Linked DNA regions of Mus musculus: region 1 is linked to region 2. A link is a contact called in public ChIA-PET data. All regions are on one chromosome and are shown on one strand. Each heading gives the region's core, a stretch centred on a gene start, on an enhancer-like site or on the middle of the called end of the contact. The rest is flanking DNA. Distances are from core to core; before and after follow the strand shown.

The links. ChIA-PET counts read pairs in DNA pulled down with a chosen protein or histone mark.
Region 1: a contact with region 2 is called in an RNA polymerase II ChIA-PET map of effector CD8 T cells, with 190 read pairs. The contact joins the promoter of Cd2 here to the enhancer-like site in region 2. A contact is called at or near these places in 22 of 39 promoter capture datasets (3T3-L1-derived adipocytes, the C10 cell line, the HPC-7 cell line and 15 more), 2 of 15 datasets of contacts at CTCF or cohesin (CD8 T cells and the NIH/3T3 cell line), 20 of 484 Hi-C or Micro-C datasets (CD4 T cells, CD8 T cells, the HL-1 cell line and 11 more), 20 of 115 datasets of contacts at active chromatin or transcription factors (CD8 T cells, the SCID.adh cell line, T-cell acute lymphoblastic leukemia and 11 more) and 4 of 9 other capture datasets (adipose tissue, liver, macrophages and 1 more).

Annotation. Positions count from the first base shown.
Region 1 is chr3:101,286,565-101,289,511 of GRCm38.p6, forward strand. Cd2 (CD2 antigen) reads right to left here and starts at 1,375. Exons shown (of 5, transcript NM_013486.2): 1 at 1,261-1,375; 2 at 843-1,151. The coding sequence starts at 1,315.
Region 2 is chr3:101,011,452-101,014,507 of GRCm38.p6, forward strand. It overlaps Cd101 (CD101 antigen), which reads right to left. Exons shown (of 9, transcript NM_001167906.2): 5 at 1,537-1,914; 6 at 335-739. Among named protein-coding and RNA genes, the nearest start is that of Cd101, 17 kb to the right of the region's middle. Within about 2 kb of position 1,365, at least 108 of the 459 cell types and tissues checked have an H3K27ac peak or open chromatin away from gene starts, as enhancers often do. A contact at or near this core is called in CD8 T cells, the SCID.adh cell line, T-cell acute lymphoblastic leukemia and 14 more, where this site is marked.

The sequences.
Region 1 (2,947 bases), core at 125-2,624, 280 kb after region 2:
TCAGAATGTTTGTGTGCTCCCTGAATGGCTGATCTATTCTGCACAAGGCATTCTCAGCTTTCTCCGCAAGCCAAGGGCAGGCTTTCTCCTCTCACCCATTGGTGTGAGCTGCCAGTTTGTCCCTGGACTTTCAGCTTCGACAGCATCCCAGGCTTCGTTTTCTTCTTTCTCACCCACCCAAGCTTCTTCACTTCCTCCTCACCCCCACACCCGGCATGTTTGCACCCTTCCTCATCTCCCTGGCACCCTTTACTCCAGGCCAATGACTATCAATGACAACTCTTCTCACTAGAAGCTCTTGGAACGCTATAGATCCCACTGGCACACATACTCCATGCTGCCAGGAGCCTGGGCATGAGTCACTTCTTACAGCTCACTTGCTGGTTCTCACCAAGACTAAGACCACCTGCTTGGCTTCGCTTGGATGACAGGAGAGGACTCCTGGTTGGTCTTCTCCTGTTGCTCTTCAGTATCATGCCCTCTCATCATACCCTGGCTTAAACATAGCTCTCCAGACAAGAGGCTCACTGCTCCTAGGCACCCTCTGACATCCTGTCTAGCTACAGCTTCATCGGCCACCAAGGATGTCCATGTCTTTTCTCTGCTAACCTGTCTTCTTTCTGATTAATGCCTGTCTGTCACCTGGGAGTCTTTGTACAACCCCACAGCCACCCAAAGAGAGAATGAAAGGCAGACAGGCTTTAGAGCCACCCTCACCCACTGGAGTCTTCATTGTGGGCCACACAGGTAACATTGGATGGGGATGCTACAGAAAGGCTGCTCCCCAACTTTCTACATAGCAGCCGTCCTAAAATGAAAACCTTTAGGGAATGGAGACTTACCCAGAATCCTCACGTCCAGGTCCTTCTCCAGCCTAGTCATCCCATTTGTGCCATACACCATTACATTATAGGTGCCACTGTCGTTTCTCATCATCGGCTTCTTTATCTTCAGGGATCCGTTTGCTAAGACCTCATACGTTTCTGATATCAAAAAAGGTGGCTTCTTCCTTTTAAACTCTGCGACCAGGGTGCCCCTCCTTACCCATCGCACCTCATCAATATCATCAGTCATTTGAAAGTTGGGGATGTTCAGGGTGATGCCATGACCCAAGACACCCCAGATGGTCTCATTGTCTCTGCAGTCCGCCCCTGTAAAAAAGTAAGATGGTTTCTGAGGTCTCGGGACTACGGAGGATCTCCCTCTTCGCCTCTAATGTCCACTCCAAGGTCTCCGGAAGAGCTCCACGCGAATGCTTACCTTTGCCGGAAAGGCTGAAGAGCAGAAAGAAGCTACCCAGGAATTTACATTTCATCTTTAGAGTTCTTTTCCCAGGGGTGACTCTGAGTTCTTTCTGTCAGGACTGTGGTGAGGCTGGCAGAAGCCACACCCAGCAACCTGAACCACGTGTCTTTCATGCCTGCTGTTCACAGTAGGGGAGGGGGAGGGGGAGAGGGAGAGGTAGAGATGGGGAAGGAGAGAGAGAGAGACAGAGACCCTATCAAAACGACTCATGCATTTGCTGCCCTCCTTAACCGAAATAGGTGTCTGTGTCACATTTTAATCTTTACAAAAACAGCTTAGGGTGTTGGGTTTTAGCACCCCACCAGAGGAAGAAGAGGAACTGGGAGGTCAGTTGCCATAGCTACCCTTTTGTAAACAAGGGCTTAAACATAGCTGGCCACTCAGCTGTGCTGCCTTCAACAGGACCAAGTAGACTCACCGGCAAAAGGTCATAGGAATAGAATTCAGATATGTATATTTGGGAAGGATTGGGAGGCGTGGCCTTGTTGGAGGTGCGTCACTGAGGGTAGGCTTAGAAATCTTTAAAGCCCTTGTGGTCCTGTTAGCTCTCTCTCTCTCTCTCTCTCTCTCTTCCCTCTCCCCTTCCCCACTCTGTCTATCTGTCTGTCTCCTGCTGTGGATAGGAATGTAAAACCCCCCCAGCTACTGCTCCAGCGCTATGCTTCATGCCTGCTGCCATACTCCCGGCCATGCTGGCCATGGACCTGTAAGAGCACAGTAGATTCTTCCTTCTCTAAGTTGCCTTGGTCATGATGGTTTGTCACAGCCATTGAAAAGTGACTGCAACACCCATGAACGCCATGCCTGAAGAGGCCAGAGGAGTCCATCGATCTCCTGGAATTTAAGTTACAGATGGTTGTGAGCTGCCTCGTGGGTGCTGGGAATAAAACCTGGGTCTTCCGGAAGAGCAGCCTGAGCTCTTAAGTACCAAGATATCTCTCTTGTCCTAAGACTATAAAAAAATAGTGAACAGGGATACAAGGACTAATGTCCCTAAAAAGACAACAGAGAGGTCACGTGAGCAAGAGATACAGTGAACATATAGTCTTTTGATTCTTTAGAATTCAGTGAGAAAAGGTCTTCAAAATCACGGTTTTTCCATTTCAGATGCTTAACAACAGCCACAACAGTGCATTTCAGTTGAGTTAAAATATTAATTCCAAGGGGGGAAAAATCCAAGTGAAATAAGACTTAACAGGAAACATAAAAGAATTCCTATTCTTGAGTATGGAAAATCTTCCTATATGTATTGCACAATTCAGAAATAGTAAAGATGGACGTTAGAGGCCACATAAAAATCTAGAATCTATGCATGTACAAAGAGCTATTAAATGTGTGAGAAGTCAAGCCAAGATATTTGCAATGTGTGCAAACTGTTACTATCTAAGATGTCAGCATCATTTCTTGTCTTCCCTTTGGGGTGTTGAGGATGGAAACTTGAACATGCTAGGCAGGCACTCAACCACTGAGCTACATCCACAGTCAAAGGTATACATAGTTTTTAATCAATCACTAACAAAACCATTTTAAAAATGGGGGAAAATTATTGATTTAACAAAGAAATACTGTGTGTGTGTTAACATGCATGTGTGTGTGCGTGTGCGTGTGCATGTGTGTACATGTGTATTCACCCCAACATGGA
Region 2 (3,056 bases), core at 115-2,614:
CTGCTAAGGAAGTATTTCATTGTTTTAGCAACCAATGTGGCCATTCCACGTATACTAACTTCATGTTGATGCCATTAAATCATGCTCACTTTACCAGGACAAACGTGGTGAATGGATACATTATGTCTGTTTCTATAGTTTACACAAAGTGGGAGGAGCTCCGTTGTTATTTGAGACAGGGGCTCACTATTTCAGCCTAGGCTGACCTCAAATTCTCAATTCTCCTATTTTGGCCTCCTGAATACTGGGATTATAGGTATGCACTAAACCTGGCCAAAAAAAAAAGGATATTCTTTTCTTTTTTAAAAAAGGCTCAATGTCAAGTATCACTTACCTGGAAAGGTGACAGTAATCATTAATAGGTTAGAGGTGGCAGATACTCTGGCTGGGCCACTTGTGCATATGGAATCTCTGTCATAAACCTCCACTGTACACCGATACACCCCTGTCTCCTCCATAGCTGCATCGTAGATTTGGAGTTGAGAACGAAAGAAAGACTGTGACACCTTCGTCTTCCTGTGGATCTGGGAGAGGACGTCCCCCCATTCAACGGTGCCATTGTGGGCAATTCGAATAAGCCGATGAAAGGCTCCAGAGCCCGCTGGCTGGAACTGCCACGTTACCGAGAACGGCAGCTTGAGATCCGAGTAGTTGGCCCTCACTACACAGGACAGGTGGAAGGTATGGGCTAGCATCACTTGTGGCTGACGGCTCATCAGATTAACTCGTAAACTTGACTCTGTGGGGGAGAATGTGAGACACACTTCCTGTTTACCAGGTCCAAGCTCGGGGACTTCCAAGTTTTCTCAATGCCCCCTTTACACAGGGCCACACACTTGTGTTCCTGGAGTGACATGAATTTGGGGGTAGAGGTTGGTCCACAGTACAGTCTGTCCTGAATTTCAACCTCGGCTCTCCAAGTCTCCCCCCTCGCCTACGACTGTTCTCAGCAGCCACAACAAACAGGCAGTGTTTCTCCAGTGCGCCACTTAGACAGCTGCACAGAGCAGGGACACCACGCGCAGCCAGGGTCTGGCCTCTTTCCTCTCCCCACTCAGCAAGTAGAACACTCACAGCACGGTCTGGCCTCCTTCCTCCCTCTGGCCCACCCCCTGTCCCCCGGGCTCAATGTCACTCTCTTGCCCATGCTAGAGAAAACTCCATGATACCTGGGCTGCTGCTGGGACGGGGCAAGCTTGGCTCCACTCATCTGCTAGTCAACCAGGAATCACAGGGGTTTGTTTTCAACTTTGAACAATGTACAAGCTGCACTCTAGAATGATCTTTATAAAGATGAATAAACTCGAGAGGTTGCTGTCAGGCCTGATTTGCATATTCTGCTCTGCATGTCTCACGGTACACATGCCGCTGGCTGGCACTTGGGGTGCACATACCGCTGGCACTCACAGCACACGTACCCAGGGCACTCGGGGTACGTGCACCTCTGGCAGGAGTTCTGAATGATACCATCCAAACTTCAGTACAGAATAAGGTGACTGTCATACACTCAGAAAAGGACTTTTCCCAGTGACTTACTCAGAGATTTTACAGTGACTGAAATCTTCTGGGTTGACTGCAAACCTTTGGCCTGGTTCTGGAGTCTCTCTGACACCCTGCATTCATAGGTACCGCTGTCTGTGACCATGGCAGAGGCAATCTCCAGCCGAAAGGTGGCCCAGTCCACTTTCTCCAGCCTCCTGTTACCACGGTGCGCAGGGCCCGGAGAAGAGACTCCCAGCTGCACAGTACCATCTTGCCCCATGCCAGCCACAAACACGGGTGTGGACTGGTCCTGTGGGGTGAGCCACCAACTCACAGATAGAGCACTCACATCCCCAGCTGCCTTGCAGAGAAGGGTAAGCGTCTCTCCTTCCCACACAGTACGCTGCTCGGCAGACACGGTCACACTTCTTGCTGCAGATGACAGGTTATGGAAGAAAAATGTTTTAAGTAAATAAAAAAATTTCTAAAATATGATGATGAATTTTAACTATAAAGTACTTTACTTGTTTGATCAGAGTTGGTTGATTCTTCCATACCATGCCCAGAACAAAGATCTTCCAAACCATCATGGATGGATAGATGGATAGATGGATAGATGGATGGTTGGATGGATGGATGGATGGATGGATGGATGGATGGATGGAAAGATAAATGGATAGCGGGATAGGTAGATAGTGTGCAAGGGTATATGTGGGTGTCTCTGTGTGCATAAATAAAATAAAACTTCTCTAAGGTAATTATTACATAGTGGAAACAAGACAGCAGACAGGAGACCAGGAGAGCCCACAAACACGTACATGATTCATAATATATACTTCCTTTTCTTGTGGTTTTGTTCAGCCGACCCATACTGAAGAAGGTCTAGTTGGGCAAATACCTGATAGGTTTTTTTTTTTTTTTTATTCATTAGGGAGAGTAAATGAACCTGAAAGTAATGAAGCTATGATAATTTACATTTTAGGGTGTTTGTTTTTAGAATAAAGGCTGTCACTCTTTTTAAGTATGTTCTCTGTCTGCTTGCATGTGCCTGCCAGTCCTAATTAGCTTAGTGTGTGTTTTGAAGAGGGAAAGAAAATTATTAATTAGATTTCTGTTTGCAATACCACCATAAAAACCACTAATCTGGGAAAATTTAATATTTATATACATATGTATTATATATACAGGTGCATATCAATCTTCTATCATTGGCAAGTGACCGTCTTCTCATGTTTAAATGCTGTATAATATAACTATATGCTAAATAACTATAAATGCAAGGCCAGCTCCCAGATGGGAAATTCAAGACGTGGAGAAATGAAAAAAAATTCATTCAACAAATGCTTATTGTACAAGGTCCTGTCCTGGCTACCCTGTGGGCCATGTAGATACCTCAGGAGCTCCTGTGTCCTGGGCATCCCAGTACTCAGTGTAAGGATAGCACCCACCATGACCTGGAGGCAGAATCACTCTGGGCAGCACACTTGACCTCTCCGAGCCTTTGTGTTTCTTTCCAGGAAAAATGAGGGTAATAATAGCAACCACGTTTTTTTTTTGCTTCATGGAGAAGACTG